Regions from separate parts of the Anser cygnoides genome. Here region 2 is linked to region 1. A link is a contact called in public Hi-C data. All regions are on one chromosome and are shown on one strand. The core of a region is the stretch at or near the end of the contact, and the rest is flanking DNA. Distances in the headings are between cores, read along the strand shown. Region 1 overlaps MAML3 (mastermind like transcriptional coactivator 3). Region 2 overlaps MAML3 (mastermind like transcriptional coactivator 3).

What was found. Hi-C and Micro-C count contacts between places; a contact is called where the count stands out from the background.
Region 2: a Hi-C map of liver shows a contact between it and region 1, with 4 times the contacts expected there. The contact joins two enhancer-like sites. A contact is called at or near these places in 2 of 7 Hi-C or Micro-C datasets (both in liver).

Annotation. Positions count from the first base shown.
Region 1 is chr4:41,030,759-41,034,554 of Taihu_goose_T2T_genome, forward strand. The region is part of intron 2 of MAML3 (mastermind like transcriptional coactivator 3); the gene reads right to left. Among named protein-coding and RNA genes, the nearest start is that of MGST2, 59 kb to the left of the region's middle. Within about 2 kb of position 2,518, at least 3 of the 3 cell types and tissues checked have open chromatin away from gene starts, as enhancers often do. A contact at or near this core is called in liver, where this site is marked.
Region 2 is chr4:41,150,351-41,154,077 of Taihu_goose_T2T_genome, forward strand. The region is part of intron 1 of MAML3 (mastermind like transcriptional coactivator 3); the gene reads right to left. Among named protein-coding and RNA genes, the nearest start is that of MAML3, 56 kb to the right of the region's middle. Within about 2 kb of position 1,916, at least 2 of the 3 cell types and tissues checked have open chromatin away from gene starts, as enhancers often do. A contact at or near this core is called in liver, where this site is marked.

The sequences.
Region 1 (3,796 bases), core at 1,268-3,767:
GACCCGTCCTTAGCACAGCCTCAGTAAAAGCGTTCGGCTGCCCCAGGACCTTTTTTTGTAGGTGCTGTGAGACGCTGGCTTGTTCAGGGCACTGTTATCTTGGTCAAAGCAGCACCCTCAGCACCAGTGCCTGAATCCCAGCCCCACTTTCAGAGCTAATAGAAGAGCAGTCACATCCCCGAGGCCGTAATTAAGCACCTGAGGAAAACAGGTGGATTTTTCTGAGGTCTTAGTGCCTCTGACTGATAAAGATACTGCTGCTCCTGGGACTCGCATCCCTGAAAAACCAAGGCTACTCCTAGGGAGCTACCCAATGCTGGAGGCTGCTGTTTGGGAACACGAGCAGCAGCCACCAAGGTGTGCCAGCTGGTGGGGGCACCGTGCCCCGTGCCCTCCTCCTGGCATCAGGGTGAGTGCTCTGGCATTCAAGGACCAAGGCAGTGCCTTCACCACCAGCCTCGCAAAGATTTCACCAAGACCAGCCGCTCCTCCCCATCCCCGGCCACGTTTGTCGCTTCGATAAACGAGGAGAGCTGCATGCTCTCTGTCACATGAAGAGGGTTATGCTAATGCTATGCTAATTGGGCGCATCCACGCGGCCCTGTTGTAGGGCTGCTTGCCGGTGCCCAGGCCTTCCCCACGCTGCAGGAAGCGTGGCGGGGAGGTGGCACGGGGAGCACGGCAAGGATGACGAGTGTAATGCGGGGAGTCCAGCATCACTGAGAGAAAGGGCGAGCCCTGGTTCCCCTGGGCGGGCTCTGTTCCCCCTCCAGGTCAGTTTCCCCCCGGTGCAAGCCTTGGCAAGGCTGCCAAGCTCTCAGCCCCAGAAATAGTGCGTCAGGCAGCCGAAAAACCAGCGGGGAGGGGGAGACGCAGATAAAAATAGCGAGAAATGTTGATTGCATTGTTACTGCTTCAATTAAGCTCAGACACTTCAGCCTGATGAGTCAACAGCAATGACAAGAGGGCACGGCAAACAGGAGCGACCGCAGGGCAAAACGGGTTTACCAGCCCCATCAGCGCGGAAGGCAGCAAGGTGCCCAGGCAGTAACCCCCCCACGAGCGGGGCCAGTGCTGCACCCCCCGGCTCCGGCTTTCCTGCCGTGAGCTGGCAGAGCAGGGATTGTGGTCGGGGCAGAGGCAGAAGCACAGCGTGTGCTGGGCGAGAGGGAGGCCAGGGAGAGGCTTCCCTGCGGTGGGGCGGGAGCAGCCACCAGCTGCCCTGGTCGTCCCCTCTTTGCGGCTCTGAGCGGCAGAGGGCAGGCTGGCAGGCAGCTGGGTGGAAGGCAGGAAAAACTCTCCGGTGACCTTTGGGCTCAGAAATTACTGCTGCGGCTGTCTGTGTCGCCCACTACATAAAGGCGTCTCTGAAAAGAAAGGCAGAGAAGCAGTTGGTCACAACTTCAAACGGCCCGTCTCGCCACCGCGCCGCGCCCTGGAAAACGTTCACCTCCCTTTGCGAAGCGGTTTACAACGCACACCGCCGGCGTTTATTTCATGGCCTTGCAGCTCGTGCCCCAGCTGCACGGCACGACAGGCTCGCAGGTAAAGGCTTCCTCAGCTCAGGATCCTCTCTCTGGCAGCAGCCAGCCGTGAGCGCTTAGGCAAAGCGTAAAAGGAACAAGGGGAAGAGTACAGCGAGCCTTCCCCTGGGAGCCCTCCCAGCTTCCAGCAATCAGAGGATTAGGAGCCTCCCGTGCTGGAGACTGCATCTGTCTAGCACGCTCTCACCGTCGGCTGCAAACCTCTCCTCCGTGCATTTATCCCGTGCCTTTTACGCACAGCCCCTGCAACAGCGTGCGGCGGGGAATTCTGCGCATTAAGGTGGGAGACAAAACAAAACAAAGCAAAGCAAAGCAAAGCAAAACTTCCTTTTGCTTTAAAGCTGCTGCCCACTCCTGTGCTGCTGGAGTGCTCCAGAGACACTACAAATCTTGTGCTCTTTTTTTCTTGATGCTGGGGAGACCTCACGTTTGCTGCAGTTCCACCTGTGCCTCCTTTGCTGAGCCGCTCTTCAGGCGATTCCCCCCTGCCCGCAGCTGGCTAGACGTCCACCGACTGGGGCAGGGATAGACGACTCTACCACGATGCTCTGCTTAGCTTAAAGAGGTCCCTTCTGAGCCTAGAGGCCCGTCCTTTGCAGGGCTCGGGATTCCCGTGCCCACCAGCAAGGCGCAAGCAGCGCTGCCGGCTGCCTCCGGCTCCTTTTCCGAGGCAGGAGGAGCCCTGCCGGGTGTGGGGCTGACTGGGGTGGGATTCAAGGCACCAAGAGCCATCCCCCACCAAGCACCCCTACCCCAAATGAGTGCACCTGACCCCTTCCCACAGCACCGGGGGGACAAACCGCACGGCCGGCTGCACCGCGGGGACGCAGCTACCTGCTGCTGGGACACGAACCTGCCAGGGAGGAAGGGAGCTGGCACGGGATCAGAGCGAGTCGAGTTCGAAAGTCCTCGGACCGTGTGTTTGCACATGCACGGGGCCAGATCCAAGGCTCGCAGTCCTTCTGGTAGCTGTTCATCAAAACATTTGCACTGCCAATGCGGACAGCGTTCATTAAAATCTATGTTTAGTTTGCGAGGATCACGCCAGACTGTTCAAATAAATGACCCACCGAATTAATCTCTTTTCCTAATGCTATCTCCTGATATTTGGGATGACTTCATGCCAGATATCCTGCTGAAGAAAAGCGCGGCGGGCTGGGGGAGGAGCAGAGAGGGGCTGCTCGGGGGGAAAGCCCAGCCTGCATTCATTCCTCCTCGCTCCCTTGCGAGTCCCTTTCCATCACGCTACTGAGCGCAACACAATTAGTGAAAAGGGCCCGTTTTTCCTCCAGGAGCCGAGGTCCCAAAAAGGTACGGCTTCAACATCATTAGCAGTTCATCTTCTTAAACCTCCGGGCAGCCCCTAGGCAGATCCCCTCACGCAAGCCCCGCACCCCTCCCCCTTTTTGGTGTCTGCTTATCAAACTAATGAAGCACAACCAGACTGAAAGGTCTTGGGGTAGAAGACAGCAGCTTAACCATGATTCAGTACATGTCCCTTCCCCTCCTCCTCTTTATCAAATAAAGCAAGCAGAATTTCCTACACTTAAATGGAAGGGAGGAGGAAGGAAGGAGGCTGAGGGGAGGGAGACGTTTGTCTAGTAATTCCCTGCAGAAGGAGATGTCTGTTTACTTTCTTTGACTGAGCACTTGAATATTAAAAAGCCCCAGCTCCTTAGCGGGCAGGATTTAGCAGCGCCGCGGCTTCCACCGACGGGGCAGAGCCGGCGATGCCTGCTCCAGGTATCCGGGGGATAACACCTCGTCCTGCGGCCTTCCCCTCGTCCTCCTCCGGGGCTGCTGGGTGCAGGCAGCCAGCCGGAGGGTGCTGTGAGCTCAGCACCACATGGTGGGAACGATGCTGCACGTGCTCCAGCCCCAAAATGAGAACAGCCCCGGCAAAAGGGATGAAAGCACAAGGAGGCTCCGTTAGTGTCCTGCCATTCGGTGGGAGCCGGAAAGGCAATTTCCAGCTTTAGCTAAAAACACATAAACATCTTTCATCGTGTCACCGTCCTAAATATAGGTGATTACTTCAAGGCAAGTGGAAAAGAAAAAAAGAGAGGAGGAAAAAGGAGCCCTGTTCTCATACCCCTCGGGCTCAGAGGCACGCTTTTAAACGTGTTTGCAAAGACATTTGTGCATGTTGGCGATAACCTGCTGTTCGTCTGAAATCGAGGAACACGAACACTAGGTGCTGTGAGTCAGCTCCTGTCACGGTGTCAGCTCTCTTCCTTCTCCTGGGTCGGCAG
Region 2 (3,727 bases), core at 666-3,165, 120 kb after region 1:
AGAGAGACATAACAGAAGTGTTACCGTTGTACCTAGGAAGCAGAGATTTATGGGCAGCATAGGCATCAGTGGGAGGATGTTTTGGCTGTTGTAAATCACTGCCTCTTCACCATTTACGAAGTGTTCTGGATTTCACAGTGGTCTAAAACACTCTCAGGGCCAAGGGAGCTCTGCTGATTTACATTTCTGAGGATAAGGGCGTATGATGTTGATGAAGCTTGAGCTGCTTGTGCCAGCAAAGGGCATGCTCCAGTGACTTCGGAGACGCTCTGTTAAGTCTAGGCCACTCAAGGGACTCCCCTTCCATTCCACCCTCCCCATTCCATTTGGGGATTTGGACCCTGGGACTTCCCAAATATCGAGCAGTTCAGTGTCCTGCAGGAAGCCATACAACCATACTACTTACAGGGGGAAGAAATCAACAGAACCTTTTTTCCACAGTCAAACTGATCGCCACCCTCCGTCGGGGTCCACATTTTGTCCAGTAAATTGAGGCTTCCAGCAAGAAGAATCATTTCCACTAGACTCGAAAGAAACAACTCTTAAAACACACTGACAAAAGTAGCAGTAAGCCAATGACACAAGCTCTTACCAATTTAACCAGGGTGTGTTTACCCAAGGTGCCCATGGCATTTCTCCATATCCAGCTTTCTACCAGAAACAAACATACTGACCCATCCTAAGTTACTCGGACGCTAGCAACATTTTGGTCTTAACTTTTATGGACAGCTTCCTCGTCATGCAGCAGCTCCCATTAATGACTGGACGGTGAAACCATTTGTTTCCAAGTGGTTGTTTTAGATCCTGGCACCTGGTTAACTTTCAGTGACAATACTCATTCCACATGGGAGTTTTGTGGTTCATTAACAAACCTCTTTATCTGGATTCCTTTGAGGGCTAAATGTCCCTTGTAGTGCTGTTTTGCTAGCAAAGAGCATCCCTTATACACTGCTGGATCCAATCCAGAAAAAATGCACAGTGACTGAAAGCCATTGCCATCTGGTGACTGCTCAACATCCTGCGTGGATGCTAGCCTGCATCCAGCACTGAGGGAACAGGTGTCCCCAGAACAACAGCCACCACAGTTGTCACTGGCTTGTAATCCCATTTGCAGCCTTGACACTTGGTCAGCATGCTGAAAGCCCGTCCGCCTTCAGCTGATCCCTCGCAGCACGTTCGTGAGCCAGCTTCCTCACTGCTCCTCCGCCTCGTGCCACCGAGCACCTGGTGGCAGTGGATTCTGGTCTGGATGCTGTTCTCCCATCCCTCTGTTCTTGTTAATTTAAAAAAGATGATCAAACAGCAACGACAGACAGAAACACCCTTGGAAATACAGTGCTGTGCAAATATACAGGGGCTAAGACTCCTCTCTCTGCCATTTCGACTCCAGAAACACCAACACTCCCCATGGAATGGGACTCCTCTGTGCAAGCAGTAGTGAAACCAGCTATTATTTATGCCCAGTAGAAAAAGCATTTGCTACCTATGACTTCAGAGAAAAAAGAAATAACAGACTCCTTCCCTAGGTTCAGCGAGTATCTAAGAAAAATAATAATTTTCTCTGAAAACAGCTAATCCAACAGTAAAGTGTTCTCACCAACCTAAAAAAACATATCCATTTGATTAACAGGCAGATGTCAAATCAGTTAAAATAAATAACAATAATAATAAAGAAATACAGAATAAGGCAGGCTGTGGATTTCACTAGTCTGCAAGCTCACAAAAGTAGCCAAGTTTACAAGCATAACAAATTACCGGGACTCAGATGAGCCACAGTAAGTAATTGTTTGCGCATTCCTAGATCATTGCAAATATGAGGTAAAGCCTCATTAACTCACAACTTTCCCACTGAGGTATAATCTGACAACGCTGTACCTGGTATTTCCTAAGCGCGTGCACATAGTCATTTCACTGTTTGGCTGAGGCCAGGTAATGTGCGAAGCCCCAGATTTCCCTGAGGTACAGGACCCCCGAGTGCTAATAACTAACCCCACGTCTGCAGGCAAAAGCATCCGCCATGTGAAAATCCCTCCCTGGTAGCTACCACCATGCAGCGTGGCAGAGAGTTCACACGGCCTCGCTTTGCGGGGTGGGTGCTGGTGTTCCCCAACAATTTGGCAGCGGCAGATGCCCGGTTTCTAACCAGTTTCGTTTGCTCTCTCAAGAGCCTGCAGAGAGCAAGAGCAATGAGGAAACTACACTCCAAAACATGTGTTGGGCTCTTTGTAACCAACAAAAGCAACCACAAATACTACAGACTTAAATCATTAACCTGCTCCACTACCAGCAAGTCAGGAACACCCCTCAGATCCTGGCAAGTTTCCAAAGCAGCCTTTTCTGCGCAAAGGATGGGCACCCAGAATCACACTTTTTTTTGGCAAGTGATCCACAATGTCTAAATATTTGCCAGCTACCATGCCAATAACTCCCTCTTCCTTTTTATTTTTTTTAAACCACCACCATAAAGGCTAGCTACTTTCCTTGGTCTATATAAAGTTGACCAGCCTTCCCATACCCAGAAAAGCACAGCCACTCTATACGATGATCATAGTGAAACCGTCTAGTTAACAAAAAAGCATTGTGAAGCTTGCCGGAGCTAAAATATGGTTACATACTAAACGCCTAGAGGAAACCAGCTTCAGAAGCACTTTGTAAGGTCTAGAAAGTGACATTCCTAAAGTGAGTTTGGAATGACCAAAGTTAGCAATACACATACATATATTGTAGTCTCGGTGCAAACAGATGGGGCTTTGCCATGCTGTTACTCCAACCGTACAAAAATGGTTCTGTTTACGTCATGAAAGCTAATTACACCAACACCCAACTACAGAAACAGGGTAGAATATCCACATCATTTTTTATCCTGTGTCTGTCTGCTCATGTTAATGTATGGCTGCGTGCACACACACCCATGCACACCAAGATGAAAGTTACACTGAGATAGAACACGAACAGAACAATGAGGATTTTGTCTTCTTCAATAGAGTCCTGTTATATATAGCCTTTCGGCTTAAATATAAGCTTAAACACGAACAAATCACACACACAAAGATACGTACTTATTTATAGCTACAGCAATAGGGAGGCCGCTGAGCAAAGCCGAACATCTTTGGAAACAGTGGGTGGTGATGCTGCTAAACAGAGCCCCCACTTTTCAGCTTCAGGGGCAACTCTGGTCTATGAAAGGAAAGCCATGAACTTGGGCCCGCTCTTTCTGCCCACTGTGATTTCTATGAATCATCCACCATAATCCTGTCGTAGGGAGTTCCTATCTGCCCTACCCCCTCAATTGCACTTCAGGAGATTGGGTGCATTTTGGCCAGCAGAGAATTGTGGAACTGATGGAAATGGACTCTTTACACGTTGTAAAAAGAAGAGCAACAGAAAGCCAGCAGTGCTGGGCATGAAGACAAGTGGAGTTCAAAGTTACCTTGCCCCACACTGAGTGAAGGTCTCCGAACTCTGCTGTCACTGTTGGAAATACTGGGGCACCATCTCTGAGCCATGGGTGCCTTACAAAACCGACCTGCTCACCCTCCTCCACTCCTTGGTATTTGTGTCACAAACTTTGCTCGTTTCATAATTCAGGGGAAGAGAACGTGTTCACTACTGGAAAAGTCAGTCACTTGAAAGACTGGCGACTCAGTTATTACTCACCGAAAGCAAAATAAGTGCTTCAGAACAGCTCACGTGTTGCTGGGCTGTACGTAGAAGCTGTGCCGTGCGT